2 separate regions of the Gossypium hirsutum genome follow, and region 2 is linked to region 1. The links are chromatin contacts, called in public Hi-C maps. All regions are on one chromosome and are shown on one strand. The core of a region is the stretch at or near the end of the contact, and the rest is flanking DNA. Distances in the headings are between cores, read along the strand shown.

Evidence for each region. Hi-C and Micro-C count contacts between places; a contact is called where the count stands out from the background.
Region 2: a contact with region 1 is called in a Hi-C map of leaf, with 2.5 times the contacts expected there. The contact joins two enhancer-like sites. A contact is called at or near these places in 10 of 34 Hi-C or Micro-C datasets (anther, callus, cotyledon and 4 more).

What each region holds. Positions count from the first base shown.
Region 1 is chrD04:41,241,351-41,246,543 of Gossypium_hirsutum_v2.1, reverse strand. No RefSeq gene overlaps it. Among protein-coding and RNA genes, the nearest start is that of LOC121216504, 26 kb to the right of the region's middle. Within about 2 kb of position 1,818, at least 7 of the 9 cell types and tissues checked have an H3K27ac peak or open chromatin away from gene starts, as enhancers often do. A contact at or near this core is called in leaf, where this site is marked.
Region 2 is chrD04:41,362,522-41,367,274 of Gossypium_hirsutum_v2.1, reverse strand. No RefSeq gene overlaps it. Among protein-coding and RNA genes, the nearest start is that of LOC121216029, 41 kb to the left of the region's middle. Within about 2 kb of position 2,049, at least 1 of the 9 cell types and tissues checked has an H3K27ac peak or open chromatin away from gene starts, as enhancers often do. A contact at or near this core is called in leaf, where this site is marked.

The DNA of each region.
Region 1 (5,193 bases), core at 569-3,068:
AGTTAATTTCTTAGGCCTAATTTTTTACGTTGAAGAATTTTCAAAAAAAAAAATAAATAAATAAATAAAGCTTCGTACAGCAACACATTGACAAGTCCGGTTCTTATTTGTCCTCTCTCCTTATTTTGTCTTTTTCTTAAAAAAAATGTAATAAATTATTATAAGTACACATAATCAATTACATCTGAAGTTATAAATTTGCAGTTGAATTATTCATTGAATTACTAACCACTCTTAATAGAGTTTAATATGTCCAATTTTCTACCCATGATGGCGAGTGTTTGAAAAAACAATATCTTGAATATTCTTGCACAAATGCTATGTGAGAATTCTTCATCATATTACTTTGAGTTTTAGTGACACTCTTTGTGGGTTTATTTAGATTTATTCTAGTTTTAGTTTGAACATATTTCAGTTTTTGTTCTAAAATTGAAATGGAATCTAGGAACGGTAGGAGATCGGCAAAAACGATTAGGCAGAGGCTGGAGGATCCATTGGATTTGGACAATCCTATTGTTAATGACAAATGTATGAAAGCGGTCTCGATTGGTGTTCGAACGATGTCATAGAAATATAAGCTTTTAGGCGCCACAGCTGAAAGGATTAATTCGCAGAATGAAGAAGACTTCGAGTTACTAAAGGGAGAAGCAGAAAAAGAGATTATTGATGGCATCCTTTCCATCACTTTCTTCGAACGAGTTCATCAATTTATTTCCAAGTGCATGGCTCGGACTGTGGTCGTCAAATTACTAGGAAGGAAAATTTCATACCTTACTATGACTAATAAATTGCAAGTTATCTGGAAAACTAAGTAGCCATTAAAAGTAATTGGCTTAGAGAATGATTATTGTTCTGTTAATTTTCAAGATGATGATGAATACCTTCATGCGGTGTCGGGAGGGCCTTGGACAATTTTTGGCCAACATCTCACTGTAAGGCCATGGACACCTTCGTTCACAACAGATCAAGATTTTCCCACTAGTTTACTAGTTTGGATTAGATTGCCTGGGCTATCGGAGGGCATGTACACAAGAAGCCTTCTAAAGTTCATTGCAAGAGCGATTGGACGGGTTGCGAAGATAGACTGTAATAACGATAATAAGATATGGGGTAGCTTGCGAGACTTGCAGTTTATATTGACCTTGGGAAACTGCTGGTTCCAAAATTGCAAATTGACGAAAGAGTACAATGCGTGGAATATGAGACTAAACCTTTGGTGTGCTTCAGGTGTGGGAGATTCGAGCACTCTAGTGATGCATGTCTGCATAGGTCTGAGAAAAAAGAAACAATTGAAGGGGTTACAGTTGAGAATCTCGACAGGGATACGACAGCTCAAGGAGGGGCTACGGATTGGAGCTCCAACAAGGATGCTATGACACATAGTAGTGACAAAGGGGATCAATTTGGGACATGGATGCTGGTGGAACACAAACCACATTGGACGCCCTTGACGGCAACGAAGCCAATTGTCAACAACATTGATGTGGGGGCTTGAGGATCAAGATTTGACATTTTGAACAAAAATTACAGGGAGGTTGAAGGGGTCAAATCTACTGCATTAAATGGTAGCACTGGAATTAAGGGATCTGATAAGGGAACTTTGGGGAAGGCTTTGCCAGTTAGGGGGAAACTATTGTCTAACCCTCAAATCAAAACTAGTGTGTTTAAGAAAGGGCCAGCAAAGAACAAATGTAAATTTGTTGTTTTAATGAATGGGCCGAAAACTAATTCAATTGTTTTAAAGCCAGTTAACAACCAAAGGTCCTCGTTTAGGCCGATAGATAACCCATTCGATGATGGATCAAAAATGGGTCTAAAACTTTTGAATAATGGTTCTGATCCAATCAGATTTCGAGCGGTTGGCCATGGCTTAGACAAAAGAGAAATATGTTATTAAGATTAATGAAAAACAAAGGGATTTCTTTATGGAAGGGTGAGATGGAATGATTTCCCAACACAATATCGAAGGGAGATAAGGGGAGGTATTCGGTCAGTGGCAAACAACAGAGATAGAAGGGTTAAGCGCTGATATGGGGCAAATACCAAAAGGTATACGAAAAGGGGAGTTTTTTGCTCTTTTGATCAATTAGGCTATCGATGGCTTAATTAAGGGATTATGTTAGGAGGTTGAGAATGACACATCTATGATGGGTGGAGTCTCGGCGTTACAATGGTCAGATGAAGAAACTCTAGTCGATGTTGATTCAACATGAATCCTGGTTAGTGTCTGTAGCAGCCTTTTGTTAATTGTGTTGATTCGACTAGAGATAAAGTTGAATGTTAAGAACAATGACATCGTCTATATAAATTATCAGTTGCAATGTGCAAATAGGACTCAGGTAAACGATGTTTTCCTGACTAAGTTCTTACGAACTTATCTCTGTGTGTTACGTTATAGCTGAGTTGATGTGGGATTACGCTAGGAGGGACACTGCCAGGACTATGCAAAGAAGTGGTGTATCGGGTTATTATGCATATAGAGCGAATTTGGTGGCGAGTTCGAAGTCTGAATTGTTACTTAGAGATCCATACTTTGGAGTATCTGTAATTGAATAGGATTTCAATTTAGATATTATTGTAATTTAATTTCCATGTGTTGTAGTTATATATACGTATGTATTTTAGTTTGAAATTTTGTAATCAAGTAAGTTGTGATTATCTGTAAATTCTATAAGTAAATTAAGCTTGTATCTGCATTTGTGTGGTAATACCCAAGATCAGAATTCGATTAATCGAATCTGGTTTAAGGCGTTACATCCCATATTATGCATATTTTTTTATTGTTTTTTAAATTAAAAAGACTAAAGTATTTTAGAATAATATAACTTATTTTGAATATGGAAATACATTTTTGTAATTACCTTGATCGAGTTGGTGCCGGTTGACTCGTGACACCAACTCAGCCAGAGATTTTATTAAAAGTATATATACAACCGGCGAATATAATAAATTGTGTATATTTAAAAATACATTAAAAAATAAAATAAAGCTTTGATTAAGTGGTAAATTTAAGATTTTACTACTCTAATTGATGCAGGTTCAAATCTCATCATTTGCATATTTTTCTTGGTTTTCATTCAAATAAAAAGACTAAAATATCCTTAAATAATGTGCCTTATTTTAATTACGAAAAGACATTTCCATAATTTCCTGACTTATTTTCTTGGTTTTCACTTCCCTAGTTATTAGATTGTAGTTCCAATTGTCTCTTCTAGTTGCTAATTTTTAGCTTTCATCTGTTATATGTATTACCTATTTATAGGCTTCCTTGCTGAATAAAGTTGATCTGAACATTTCCACTTCCTCTCATCTCTTCTACTTTACTTGAACCTCTTCTATTCTTTACTGTTAACAGGGGTATCTAGGCATGGTTCAATTTAATAACAATGGCCTCTGACAACTTTGTACAACTAGTGATTCCTCACTTTGATGGTCATTATGATTATTGGGGTATGCTAATGGAGAATTTCCTAAGATCAAAAGAATATTGGCAAGTTGTCTCAGATGGAGTACCAGAATTACAACAGCAATGACAGATGCACAAATGATAGAAATCGAATGATTGAAATTGAAGGATTTGAAGGCCAAGAAGTATTTGTTTCAGGCTATTGATTGTTCAATCTTAGAGACTGTTCTTTACAAAGACACTTCCAAGAAAATCTGGGATTTAATAAAGAAAAAATATGAAGGCTTAGCGAAAGCAAAGAGGCAACAGCTTCAAACACCTCGTACAGAGTTTGAAAACGTTAAGATGAAGTCAGGTAGTCAATTAGAATTTAATTCTCACGAGTCATGGAAGTCGTTAACAAGATGCAGATGTATGGCAACAAGTCAAAGGATATCATCAAAATTGAAAAGATACTCACATCCTTAACACCAAAATTCAATTTTGTTGTCTGTGCAATTAAGGAATCTAAGGATATTGATGAACTCTCACTTGATGAGCTGTAAATTTCTTTACTGGTACATGAACAAAAGATCAAGTAGCAAGACAATGATAAGTAAGCTTTGAAAGCTTCAACAGGAAATCACTAGATGTTTAAAGGAGGTAAAAGCAGAAGTAAAGAGAAGAGAAGTAACAATCAATGGCAGAACAACAGCAAAAACAACGAGAAAGTCAATCTCAAAGAAGAGGAAGAGGACGGGAATGAGGAGGCCGTAACTCAGCAACTCATCGTCCAAGGTCAGAAGACAAGTCAAAAGTTGAATATTATAGGTGTTATATGTATAGTTATTATCAGTCAGGATGTCGAACTAATTTAAATAAGAAAAATAGGGAAGAATCAACATTTTGCAGAACAAGAGGAAGAGGTATCTTTTTTTATAGTGTGTCATGTGAATGAAGAAACACAAAAAACTTATGGTATCTAGACACTGGTTGCGACAACCACATGTGTGGAGATAAGAGAATTTTTTTCGAACCAGATGAATCTTTTTGCAACACTGTCAAGTTTGGTAAGAACTCCACGATATTTGTCATGGGAAAAGGAAAAATCGCTCTCCAAACCAAAGGATAAATTATCCACACTATTTCTAATGTTCTCTTTGTTCTAGATTTGAAGACCAACTTACTTAGTGTGGGTCAGTTGCAAGAGAAGGGGTTCAATATCTTCATTAAAAATGAAGTATGCATAATTCAAAATGAGAAATTGGGCTTAATTGCTCAGGTGAACATGACATCAAACCGGATGTTTCCTCTTTATATCCTAAGTCCCACTCATTCATGTTTCTTAGTAAAAGTGAATGATGAGGCTTGGTTATGGCATTTCTGCTATAGGCATCACAACTTTGGTGGGCTCAAAATGTTATAGCAGAAAAACATGGTGACAAACTGTAACACCCCTAACCTGTATCTGTCATTGAAATAGGGTTATAGGAATGCTACAACAAGTTAATAAAAATAAACAGGTAAAATCATGATCATTACAATATAATTTCTCAAATACCATTAAGTAATTGAATTACAATAATAACTTACATTTACAAGGCTTAAATCGAGCTTAAGGGTCTATAGAAATGATCTTAAAAACCCTTAGGGCCTAATTTGAAATAATTCAAAAAATCTAAGGAAAAGTTGGAAATTTAGAAAAACAGAGGTCACACGGCTGTGTCCCAGCCCATGTCTTAAACCATGTAACTCACTAACTTAGATCACACGGTTGTGTCATAGGTCGTGTTTCAAACCGTATAACT
Region 2 (4,753 bases), core at 800-3,299, 120 kb before region 1:
TAAGTTGTCTTAGGGTTCACAGTGATGTCATGTAGCTCGGTAACCTACAAATTTCACATGTCGCGTGAGTATAGAGCCATCACCTGATAAGTTAGGATTACTTTGCAACTCGAGGTCCAAGTTGACTAGGATTATACCGTCTCAGGTTGAAATGTAATTAAGGCTTCAAGTTTACAAAGGTTATGTTGTCACAAGATGAATCATAACTGGGGTCATAGTTAATAGTGCTAATACAGGCACCACAACGAGTTTTTCCTCATCAGAGGAGCATGCTTCATAAAATTCAAATATAAGTATGAGGAAGGAAAATACAAAGGGTCTTCCAGTATAATCAAGTAATTCGTGTTGTTCATCTCCACCGAAGGCGGTGACCTTGCTAGTATAATTTGTTACACCCCAATGCTATCACAGGTTATAATACAAAGGTCACCACCTTTGGTTGTGATTGATAAGACACATTACTTGATTATACTAAAACGTCACTATGTGTTTCTTCCTTGTATTTATGATTGAGTTTTATAAAGCATCTTTTTTATGAGAAGAACTCGTTGTCGAACCTACATAACCACTGTCAACTACGTACACATTTGTGCTCCATCCCTTGACAACATAACTTTTGTAGACTTGAAGCCCTGATTACATTTCAACCCCAAATCATATAATCACTATCAACTGGGACCTTGAGTTGCAATGTTATCCGGATTCCCGAGTGATGGCTCCATACCCACATGGCAGATGAAATTTGTAGGTCTTCTAGCTCTATGGCACCACCGTAAATTTAAACATTCCTTAAAACTATAACTATGTCTATCTCAAACACGGACAAAAATTAATCTACAAACTTCTAATTTTCAACTGGAAGAAAAAAAAGAAAAAAAAGAAAAAAAACAATTTTACCAAAGTGAAAACGCGTCCTACAGGGAGCCATTTCACTGCCCTGTAGGATGCGTTTTTATTCTCTCTCCTTAAAACGCACCTTGTATGACGTGTTTTCCTTTTTCTCCAAAAATGGCATAGATCATTAAATTTTCAAAAAAAAAACGGCATAGCTGCTTACTTTTTTTCAGCATATTTAGTTAAATTAACCAATTAACTACATATCATATATCAATTATTATATATAAATAAATTACAAATTTATAAAAATTATTATACAATTATGATATTTTAACCTACCTCGTTTATTAACTATATGTAACATAAACCTTAAATGTACAACTAACCTTATTGTAAATTGTAATGTATACAATTAGTATTATATAATTAAGGTAGATTATTAATAATATGTATCTTTATATACAACTATGTTTTTATAATATTTATTTTTATATTAATAATATGTAAGCTTAAATCCTAAATAAGTGGTAGATTATAATATATATATATACCATAGCGTGGGTTAAGTAATCAAGATATTTCGTATTGTTATAGAACTTTGAATTTGTTTAGAATTATTATATTTTAGTTTTTAGGTATATTTAAGTTGTCGTGAAATTGTTATGCTTAATTTTTTTGAATTGTTATTTAACTACTTTTGTTTATTTACATTTATTTATAGATAATTATCGATAAATTTATTTAAAATTAAATTTTTGTTTGATTTTCTATTATTTTGTGAATTTGGATTCGAATATTCGGCGTATGATTGAAAATTTTAATTTTGGATTTTTTGTGGATTCATTATTTGACGGATAATAATTTTAATTTAGATTCAAATTTAAATAGTAATACTCGAATAATTTACGGATTCAAATTTCTAAATAGATATATGAGTTAAGTTAATACAGAAAGACACAGAAATACAATTTGAAGCCATTCCTACTCCAAATCATCTCAACTTTTTTTATCCTTTGCGTTTGGCATTTGACAATAATGTTTAATTCATGAAAAACAAAAGGAGAAAAAGAATAGAAACATGTATGTTCCCCTTTCACCAGTTGTGCCAAATAGAGTTTTTCCCCAACTACAATATCTTGGTGGGCTTTGGTTATTACAAATTCCGCCAATGGGCCCTATTTTGGGCTTTTCATTTAAACAGAACTGGCGGGCCTGCATGAAAGTTGTCAATCTCATTCAAAAAATAAAACACCCAACATCTCTTCCCCACCTAAACACCTTACCGTTCTTTTATAATGTCTACTCTCTTGGCATCTATAACCTAAAATTTTGTTCTTCTATATGCACAATATTTAAATGTATGTTGATATGACCCAAATGATAGTTTTATATTGTACTGAGAGAGTGTGTGAAAAAGAAGATTATAACAACATATCTTCAAGCGCAACTCCTGATGATGGGTCAAGCTGTCGAGACGATATTGAGCAAAATAGACAAGGCGGAAAACTAAGATTGAATGATGATTTTAGTACTTAAACTTTTCCTATCGCTTTACTTTTAATCTTTTTTAATTACAAATCTTAATCTAAATGTTTTTTTCAGACAAAAACTGTCTGAATTGTTAAAAGTTTAATGAGGGTTATATTATAATCCGGTGATACTTCATGTATACTTTATTCTTAATATTGATCATATTTTCTTAAAAATTATCATTTTTTAATTAGTGGTGTTAAAATTTTAATAGTTCGATTTTTTTTAGACAATCAATTAGACTAAATTTTAAAGGTTTACAATTAAAATGATAAAAAAAATTATCGTAAAAATAATTTTTTTAAAAATTAAGTGTTAATTTTTTTATTATTATGTCAAAATCAATTAAAAAATAGTTGTAAAAATAACATTCATGAGCCATGTAATACCCGAGTTTGGCCCGAGTCTAAAAGGCCCTCAGTAAACAAATAAAAAATAGAGTCCAAATTACAGTGGGCCAATACGGCCCAAACCTAAAATACAGTGACCCATCACAAGCATAGGCCCAAAACAGTATCAAAACAAAAAAAAACCCAGGTTTTCTAGGGTAAGCCTCGCGCCGCAACCAAGTACTTCGCGCCAGCCGCATCCTCGTTCACCTGCACAGCAAGAAAGAAATAGGGCAGTATAGGCAACGAATATGGCAAGAAAATCAAGAAGATCTCAAAATCAAGCAGATACGAATAGATTTTCTTTCCATTTTTTGTTTCATTGTTTGTTATATAAAGCTACTAAATACACTGTAAAACGGATGGAAAAAAAATCAATAAAAAAACACGAGTGTTTTCACAAACAACAGAGAATACCAAGAGTGCACAAAATCAATCAAGAGATTAAAAGGTCGACATTTTATCTCGAACTGTTGTTTTTGTTTTTTTTTTTTGTTTTCTTTATATTTTTTCCTTTGCGTACTATTTAAAAAAATGTATAAAAAAAGGAAAGAAAGAGGTTGCAACAGACCTGATTTTGGATCGCGCGCCGCTGTCGGAGGTTCCTCCGTTCGTCAAAGCCACGAAAGCCCTTTAGGGTTTCGCGCGGATTTGCAATTGGAATTACAGAGGCCGAAAGGCCATTGCTTCTGTGTTTTATTTCTTCTAAAAAATACCCAAATCGGGTTTTATTATTTATTTAAAAAAAGGGAAATACCTGGAGACGCCTTAAATCTGCGCGAAAAGAGCCAATAAGCCCCTTTGGGGTGCGACTCCAACCACCTTCCACGGTGGGATCACGGCAAAGGCGTGGCGGCGTAAAAGCTAGGGTCGAAACCCTAGCAGAGAAATCAAGATTTTTTTATTATTTTTTTATATTTCTCCTACTACAAATGATTTTTTTTGGGGAAAAGTTGGTTTAAATAGGGTAACTAAACGGTACCGTTTTAGGAGCGGTTTTAAGTGTTAAAAACGGCGTCGTTTTGGATAATCCGACCCGACTTGGCCTAGGATCCGCGTGTTTTTATGCGGAGGGGCAAATTGCGCCTTTAGCCCCTCCGTGTTTTAATGTTTTTATTAAGTTTTTTTATTTTTAAAAATTCGCTCTTTAATTTATTTCCAATTTCAATTTGGTCCTGATGGAACGACGCCGTTTAGGGGAAAAGGGAAAATTTCTCCTTCAATCCCTCCATGATTATTCGCGCGTTCAATGTGGTCCTTTGGGTTTTATTTATTTTCGAATTTGCCCCAGATTTTTCATCTTCAGTTCAGTTTAGTCCCTTTTTTTTATATTTTTTAAATTTAATTAATTTCGATAATGTATTTATTATTTAATCATTTTTTAAATCTATATGTATATATTTATTTTTTTATATGGTCATGTATATACATTTATTTTTTTAATGAATGTTCTTTTATATATATACATATATACATCAATATATTTTATTTTCGAAAATGTTGAACTACCTACTTATATTCTTAACACATATTTTATAATTTATGTATATATGTATATATTTATATTTTTTTCTTCATTTTCATAAATGCATTATGTGCTTTATATATATAAATTTTATAACCCAAAATTTTATGTGTAAATTATCTTTATGTTTTTTTATTTTTCATAATTTCAAATGTATATATATATTTGAACATTTTATTCTTTATATTTTTGTTTATTTGCTTCATTCGTTTATTGATTTAGGTTTTCATTTATATTTTAAAAGAATATTTTTATTTTGCTCATTTATTTGATACTTTGCATGTCGTTGGTTATTTTTATGTATATTAATTTCGTTTATTTATTTATCTATTCATACTATTTCTATACCATTGTTGTAGTTATTATCGTTATTTGTTAAAGCGACATTCATTCATGCATCAAATGTAGCATTATATCATTTTTTTACTCAAATTTAAAATTTTCAAAATTGAGATAATACTCGTATTTAAGA